2 separate regions of the Sus scrofa genome follow, and region 2 is linked to region 1. Evidence: chromatin contacts called from public targeted proximity ligation data. All regions are on one chromosome and are shown on one strand. The core of a region is the stretch at or near the end of the contact, and the rest is flanking DNA. Distances in the headings are between cores, read along the strand shown.

Region 1 (4,031 bases), core at 516-3,015:
GGCTGCAGGGTAGAAAGTTCAGGGATTGGAATCCGGAGTCCTGGGTTTTATTTAATTCTACCTCTGCCATGTACCAGCTGTGTGACCTTAACACACTGGGTAAACCTCTCTGAGCCCCTCATCCTAATGCCTGCCGGTCTGTTCAGAGGGTCATAGGAAGCCACGGGCCGTAGGAGACCCCTCCGCTGGAGCCTGCGAGGTGCGAGGGGCTGTGGATTTCACCACTCGCACGCGGCTCCTGAGAGCGGGGCCCCACCCCAGCCAGAAAGGCCAGGAATCACCCAGGTGCCCTAGTGGTCAGGGGCGCTGAGGTTCTAGACCAGTTCTTTCTGATGCAGGGACGTTCGTGGGGGGCAGCAGTGGGCAGGGCAGGTCACAGCTGGTGGTGGCGGTGCTGGCCTGTCCCAGGAGTGAGCTCCTGAGCCTCTGGGTCCTGGCCTCCCTGCCTGGGCGGGCGGGTCACTCACACCCATCCCCGGTCTGGAATGGCGTTCGTCATCCCTGCCCGCAGATGCCGCGTGAGCTGCTGCGGGGAATGTGTTTCCAGACAGCACTTCCCCTCACTGCGCTGGTGTCCTCTTCTTTTCCTTGGCGGTCATTGCTGGATTCAGTCTGGTGGCCTGTCTCAAATGTCAGCTGCAGGGGCGGGACCGTCCACAACAGCGGCTTAACAAGGTGGCTCTCAGCTGCTCCGTGGCCTGGGGTGGTGGCTGGGGGGCCGCCAGGGCCACCTGGTGAGCAGGCGGGCTGGAGGTGTGGGGCACCGGGCCAGGCTGCTTTCTGGGTGAGGTGGGCTTTGCCACACCGCAGCCTCAGCCCCGCCGCCGCTGCTGAATCCCGGAACTGCTTCCAGGTACGACGAGGAGCTGGCACAAGGGGACGGGGCTGACCGGGAGCTGAGAAGTCGGCCGGGCCCGTCCCTGGGGCCCAGAGGGGGCCGATCGAGAGACTCGGGGAGAGCCACCCTCACAACCTGGAAGTGACCGCAGCGAGACCCCAGCCTGGACCCACCCGGGCAGAACTTGTCACTGCACCCCCCCGTCCAAGACCTATTTTGGAATTCCCTTTTTCTAGAGCTTTTTTCCTTTCCTAAACCCTGTAAATAAATAAAGGCACTTCTTTGGAAGGTCAAGGAGTCTGATGGGAAAACGCCGTTTCTCCTTTTCTCTCACACACACGGTACTTCCGACACCAGACGTGTCGGGATTTTTGCCACACCAGGCAATTCTGCGGTTCTTCCGCTGGCTCTGGGTGTCCCACAGTTTAACTCAACTCGGACACTGTCTGCCTGGAGATGGTGTCAGATGCCACAGGGGAGGGCTCAGCCCCGCAGGACTGCCTCCCGCTCTCATCACGTCGGGTGCCAGTCACAGGTCCAGGCTGTTAACTGGGCTTCCAACCAACTGGCTATAAATCAGGGGTTCCCACGACCCCATCCTGGGGTTCAATTAATTGGCTAGCGTGGCTCACGGAATCAGGAAAACAGTGTACTTGCTAGATTACCGGTGGGCTAACAAACGCGACTCAGGAAGAGCCAGATGGAAGAGGTGCTCAGGGTGAGGTGAGCTTTGGGGGCACCACCCTCCCAGCCCTTCCAGGCCTTCAGCAGCCTGGAAGCTCTTTGCACTCCATAGCCCATGGGTATTTATGAATAGACGTGATGGACTAATGCTCGGGCATTTGGATCGGCTCAACCTCCAGCCCCCCTTCCTTCCTGGGGACAGTTCCAACCCTCTGAGCACGTGGTTGGTTGCCATGGCAGCCAGCTCCCAAGCAAGGTTATCTACGGAGGAGCCCCAGCCACCCGTCAGTAGCGCAGACTCTGACAGGCTTGAGAGGGGCTCGTTAGGAAAAATAGAAGGCACCCATTTCACTGAGGAACTGGGAGCAAAACTAAACAGACAGATGTCGCGTAGCTCTTAGAAAGGAAATCACGGAGTTCCCCTCATGGCTCAGCGGAAATGAATCTGGCTAGGAGCCATGAGGTTGCAGGTTTGATCCCTGGCCTCGCCCAGTGTTGTCGTGAGCTGTGGTGTAGGTCGAAGACAAGGCTCGGATCAGGTGTGGCTGTGGCTGTGGTGTAGGCAGCTGTAGCTCTGAATCGACCCCTAGCCTGGGAACTTCCATGTGCTTTGGATGCGGCCCTGAAAAGCAAAAAAAAAAAACGAGGAAATCACAAAGGTTGTAGGAGTTGTGTGCCAGGGAAGGGGACAGAGACCAAATCTATACTTCTGATTATAAATCACATATAATTTTCTGATTATAAATCATTATAAATAGTATCACAATCTATTTCATAGAGCCGAAAGAACTGAATCGCAGATGTATAAAATGAGCTCTTTTGACAGAAAATAACAGCTTCGGCATGTTGTGTAGTCATGTTTTTAAAACTTTGTATCAACTGAAAACCAAAACCTGACGATCTTACAGAATCACGCGGCTGCGAGAAGCAAAATATTTAATCGGACAGCTACTCTGGTTTCATTCCTTCTTGCTTGACTGTGATTGGGAGGAAAACAGGCAACTAGAAATAATCCTCGGTGTTTATCGGTCCAAGGGCCTTTGTGTCGGTGCTCAGAGAAGGGTGGGTTTTGTAGGTGAGTCTGCCGTCGGGCGAGCCCAGACCATTCCCGCCACATGGCCTCAGTGACATCAGCCTCTGGGTTTACCGCAGACGCAGAGGTAAGCGCTGTTGGCAGCCACCAGCAGGACGAGCTCTGGATGGGGTGTGTTTACAGGGTGCCCGTGACTTACAGAGCAATGTGGGGTGGCCATCCAAGGCCCTGGGTAATGCGACCTTGATATTGAGGCCGGGTGCTGATGGCAGGTGTTGACCGCCAGCCTGGGAGTCAGACCTGGGCTTAAGGCCTGGCTCTGCCGTTTCTTGGTTGGTCCCAAGGCTGATGGTGGCTCTTTGGACCTTTGCTTCCTGGTATTTAAAAAGAGGATTAATTCTCTTTGCCTCGGAAGTCACAAGTGCCACTGCCCACCCTGCCTCGCTTTGCTCCAGCCCCACTGCGTCTTCCTCCCCAGGCAGGTGGCAGAATCCACGCAGCCCCGGTGGCCTCCACACATGGCTGTCCCACCCACCACTGCTTACAACCCAGGCTCTCTGTTCTGTTGCTTTATTGTTGCGTCTCGGATGTGTCTGGGAAAGGGTGGAGTCCCTGGCTGGGAAGTGACCTCAGGCTGAGCCCCGGGGCAGTTGAATCAGGCCGGAGGGGAGACGTTAGCTTGCCGTTGGCCAGGTTGCTAGGTGAGAGCAAAAGTCTGCTAAAGAGATTTATGTCAAATATTGACGGTTACATTAGCGATGTCCTGTTCTGGGCAGATGTTTCCTCCCACTGGTTCCAGAACACACACGGGTGGGAAGTATGCGGTGTCCGAAGCAGGCGACGGGAAACTCCCAGGCTGGAAACAGACCGTCCATCCCTCGGCCCAGGCCCCCAGCCCTGATGTCCCATTTGGAATCATCCAGGATGGCAATTTCCATTTTCTTATCCGCTCCCGTTAATTTTTTCCATTTGATTTTGGAGGAAGGGGGTTATTTCTGAAGTCTGAAAGTTTTCAGCATCTGGTCATTTCACAATTTATTTTTTTATTTTTATTTTTTGGTCTTTTTAGGGCCACACCCGCAACATATGGACGTTCCCTGGGCCTGGGGCAAATCAGAGCTGTAGCCACCGACCTACACCACAGCCCAAGCGGAATCCTTTACCCACTGAGCAAGGCCAGGGATCGAACCTGAGTTCTGGTGGATACTGGTCGGGCTTGTAACCTGCTGAGCCACAACGGGGACTCCCTCGCAATGATTCTTTTTGTTTGATTTGTTTGATTTTTCGAAGTGAAGTAATTTGCCTGCTTCCTGAATGGGCTGCTTCCTCAGGATTCTTTGGCAGGTGCTCAAGCCCAGAATGAAGGGGTCTCCCTACATGGCCCCCTCCTCCCAGCCCATCAGTCCCCAAGCCTGGTGCCAGGCTCCTCAAGGGGCGCCTACCTGGACCACAGCTTGAACCCCTTGGCCCCCAACC
Region 2 (4,031 bases), core at 795-3,294, 170 kb after region 1:
TGACATGACAGCTTGGAAATGAGTCGTGGCGATTTCGACCTTCCACACTCAAGCCACCTGGGAGGATGAGCGGGTTTCCCTCCGGCTGCTGTCCTGGGGGCTGTGTGAGACGGGAGGCAGGGGTGCTGAAGGCAGGACCCAGGGTTCGAGACGCTACTTCCTTTTCCTCCGTCGTCCTCTCGTGATTAGCAGCACGCAGGAGTCGTAGTCTGGCCCTGCTGCCTTCTGGGAGAAGGGGACCTGGTCGCGGTGGGTCCGTCTGTCACTCCACCAGGTGGAGGGTTAATGCCGATGGCGGGAGGCCCGTGTTGGAGCGCGGCCCACAGCTCTGGCTCCCAAGGCCACTAAGAGCAAAGTCTGAGGGAATGGCTTTTGCATGAATTTTAGTGGCCATGTCAAAGGCTTGAGTGTGAAAGTGGGGGTTTTTTTTTTTTTTGCTTTTTAGGGCCACACTCAGTGGCTTATGGAAGCTCCCAGGCTAGGGATCGAATCGGAGCTGTAGCTGCCAACCACAGCCACACCAGATCCAAGCCATGTCGGCGACCTACACCGCAGCTCATGGCAACGCCAGATCCTTAACCCACTGAGCAAGACCAGGGATCGAACCTGCATCCTCATGGATACCCATTGAGTCACAACGGGAACTCCTGCAAGTCTCTTTTTCTTAATCGGAGGACTTGGGCTGCGTGGGGCCTGTCTCTACTCTGACCCCTTTGGTCGTAGCCTCTGTGGGACCTTTGTGGGCATCTCGTGGGCATCAGGCTCCAGACACAGCCTTAGGGGCCAGTAGGAGGCTAGATGCGCCCTGGTGTGGAGCAAGGCGCATTGAAATACGAAGAGGATCCCGGCCAGGCTCAGGGCTTGGAGGCCGAGAGCAAGGCCTGCACTCTGGCAGCCGTGGCCTGTGCAGGGCCCCCCTGGGCGGCCGTGCCCAGCTCTGCCCAGCCGGCCTCCCCCGTCAGGTCACCTCCTCCCCTGGGGAAGGAACCAGCGAGGCAGGCAGGCTGTTTGAAATGCCAGCAAGCAATTTCATTTTCTATTATGACCTGAGGAATATTGACACGATAGCGTGATTACCATGCAGAGCTTTTGCTCCCGCAGGGAACACCTGTTATCATTGGTAAAAAGATATTCCGGTATGCTGGCACAAAAACTAGATACTAATAACATAATTTTCTTTTTAATGTATTAGCCTACAAAAACTGTATGTACGTCCCTGGGTTCTTTTTTCAGAAATCAATTTATAAAGACACAAGGGACTAAATATTAAAGCCATGTAGCTCCATAGGTTATTGTTTAGAGAAAGGCGCGCTCGCGTGCGTTCATTCTGCCTAGTTTCAGAGTGTCCGCGAGTGTCCCGTCGTCTTTTCTTTTCTCTTAGACGCTGGTCTCAGACATTCATCCTACGCTCTCGCGTCCTCCTCGCTTTTGTAAAATGTGCAGGGATTTGGTTGCCAGGACAGGTGTGTTCTTCATGCTACCGGCAGAGACTTGGGGTCGCCCCGCGCCCAGAGCCCGCGACGGACACCTGGGCCCCGTGTGTGACAGCTTGTCACCGCCCTGTCCCTCTTCCTGCACTCGCTCCCTCCGCTAAGCCCCGCCCATCCGAACCTGCCCCACACGCTACCAGTGTAAACCGTTCCAGGAAACCGGGTGTTCCCCAGCCAAGGGCAGGGCTGACCCAGAGCCTGGCGAGGTCAGACAGCAGGGTCTGATTGGGCTGTTGCAGCTTTAATCACTACCCTCTTGAAAGTTAGATAAATATAACTGTATGAATCACGATGCTTATAAATGATTCAGAAACAACTATTTGAGAAAAAAAAAAATCACTCTCATATAGCCCGAGAGCAAGATAAAGCCAAGGATGATAAGGGTGCTAAGAATTTTTCCTTTTTTTTTAGAGGTGGAGGGCTACTCTTTAAACATTTTTTATTGATTAAAAAAAATTATGAGTATTAGCTCCTCGGGGGAAAAAATCCTAACAGTCCCAGAGTATACAAAGTAGGGAAGTGAAAGGGAGTTCCCTGGTGGCCTTGTGGTTGAAGATCCATTGGGTCACTGCTGCGGCGCGAGTTCAGTCCCTGGCCAGGAAGCTTAGGCATGTTGCGAGCAGGCACAGACTAAAAACAAGGAGGAAATGCGAGTCCCTGCTCTAGACCCCGTCCCATCCTCTCCGTCTCCCGCTGCCCGCCAGCCGCTCGCTTGCTGGGTGCTCACACACACACGCAGTCCCATTTCCCAGACGTGGAGACATTAACAGTTTGGCATGGGTGGAGTGTTGATTGAAAAGGCACTGTTTGTTTGTTTGTTAAGTAGAATTTCAAGTCCACAGTTTTACAAAGGAAAACATTTATCAACTGTGGCTTTGGGAAGGGAAAAGGGAGAGGCAGCTGAGGCGTCCGTGGAAACGGCAAGCTGCATTGGGAGCTGACTGTGGCTCCTGTCCCTCTGGCTCTTCTCCCTCTGGCTGGGTTTCCTCTCAAGTTCACTGCTAAGTATTTCATGAGCTGTGACAGGCGCAGGGAGTCTGGTCCTTGCATTGCTGTTGTTGGGCTGGGGGTAGGGACAGGCGTAAATACAACCTAAACAAGAAGCTAGAGATGGACTCAGAGCTTTGCATCTACTTCTTTCTGGGCGTGGGGGGGGACCATGCTTTCAGATTCCCAGGCCAGGGATCAAGCCTGAGCCCGTAACATTGGCAGTACCGGATCCTTAACCCCTGAGCCATCAGGAAACTCAGCACTGTGTCTACTTGTGGTTAGAAAAATTGGGCAAGTTTAAAGGAGGAGGTAACACGTGCAGTGAACTTAGACGGTCTGGTGAGGTTTTGATAACGGGGACAGGACAGGGCAAAAAGGAAGTCAGCTCTCAGGCTTTAAGAGCAGGTCGTGCCAGAGTTCTCTGGTGGCACAGTGGGTTATGGATCCAGAATGGTCACTGCAGCATCTTGGGTTGCTGCTGTGGCATGGGTTCAATCCCGGGCCCAGGAACTCCCTGGGGCTGCAGGCACAGCCAAAAAAAAAAAAAAAAAGAAAAGATAAAAGGAAAGAAAAGTAGAGAAGGAGTTCCTTGTGGCCTAGTGTGAACGATTCAGCATCATTGATGTGCTGAGGGTTCGAGCCCAGGCCTGGGAATGTCTACATGCTGCAGGCGCAATAAAAAAGGAGAGGTAGGGAAGCGGGAAAAAGAAATATTTAGTAGCAAAGGAAAATCAGGAGAACTAAGATTCAAAGGGTGAGGTCAGGGGGTCCTTGGCAGCAGCTTGACTGACTGCCAGGCTGCGAGCTTAAACTTTACTCCTGAGGCCTTTAGGGGTGTATACAGGAAGGGGGGCTGGTGGGGGGGCACAGCGGGTGCCCCAGAGATTCAGGAGGCAGTGCTGGGTGGGCCTTAGGAGCAAGGATGCTGCTGGGGGCCTGATCCGACGCCGTGCCTGCCCAGCTCTGGGTGTGCTCCTCACCTCCCTGTGTCTCAGGTTCCTTGCCCTGAAAGTGGAGATGAGAAGGCTTCTCCCCATCACAGGGCTTTGGGAGGAGTGAGCAAATGACCTCACAGGGAGCCTGGTGCGTGGTGAGCCCCCAGCAGGCTGACCATGATCAGATCTGAGGTATCTGGGTACCTGCTCAGTGGATGCAAGGGGAGAACATTTTATGATGTAAGCTTGGGAAGATAACACCTCTCATGACCTCATAGCAAGCAGTTAAGCCAGTTATAAACACACGGCTGCCCGGAAGCTGCTCCTGGGCGTGTCTGTAAGAGTCTAGATTAATTATGGTGTAATTGACTCCATTCAAAATTTTTTATTACATGATGACTTTGTCATGCTTATTTGTGAGATTCATTCTAATTTCAAAACTTTCCGAACACTTTAAGTGCTCTGTTTAGAAAAAAATACAGAGTATGGCAGCCGTTAGTGAAGCTAATTTATGCAATTTTTAAAGAGATTATGTCTTGACATATATAAGGTTTATCAAGGTTGTGGGAAACCTGTTTTTTCATTTACCTAATTGTTAATAGGAAACATTTTGGTT

The links.
Region 2: a targeted proximity ligation map of alveolar macrophages shows a contact between it and region 1. A contact is called at or near these places in 1 of 5 promoter capture datasets (fetal skeletal muscle) and 1 of 2 datasets of targeted methods (alveolar macrophages).

The regions. Positions count from the first base shown.
Region 1 is chr5:5,826,491-5,830,521 of Sscrofa11.1, forward strand. It overlaps TTLL1 (probable tubulin polyglutamylase TTLL1), which reads left to right. Exons shown (of 13, transcript XM_003481524.3): 13 at 854-1,132. The coding sequence ends at 983. Among named protein-coding and RNA genes, the nearest start is that of PACSIN2, 25 kb to the right of the region's middle.
Region 2 is chr5:5,999,332-6,003,362 of Sscrofa11.1, forward strand. The region is part of intron 2 of ARFGAP3 (ADP-ribosylation factor GTPase-activating protein 3); the gene reads left to right. Among named protein-coding and RNA genes, the nearest start is that of ARFGAP3, 7.2 kb to the left of the region's middle.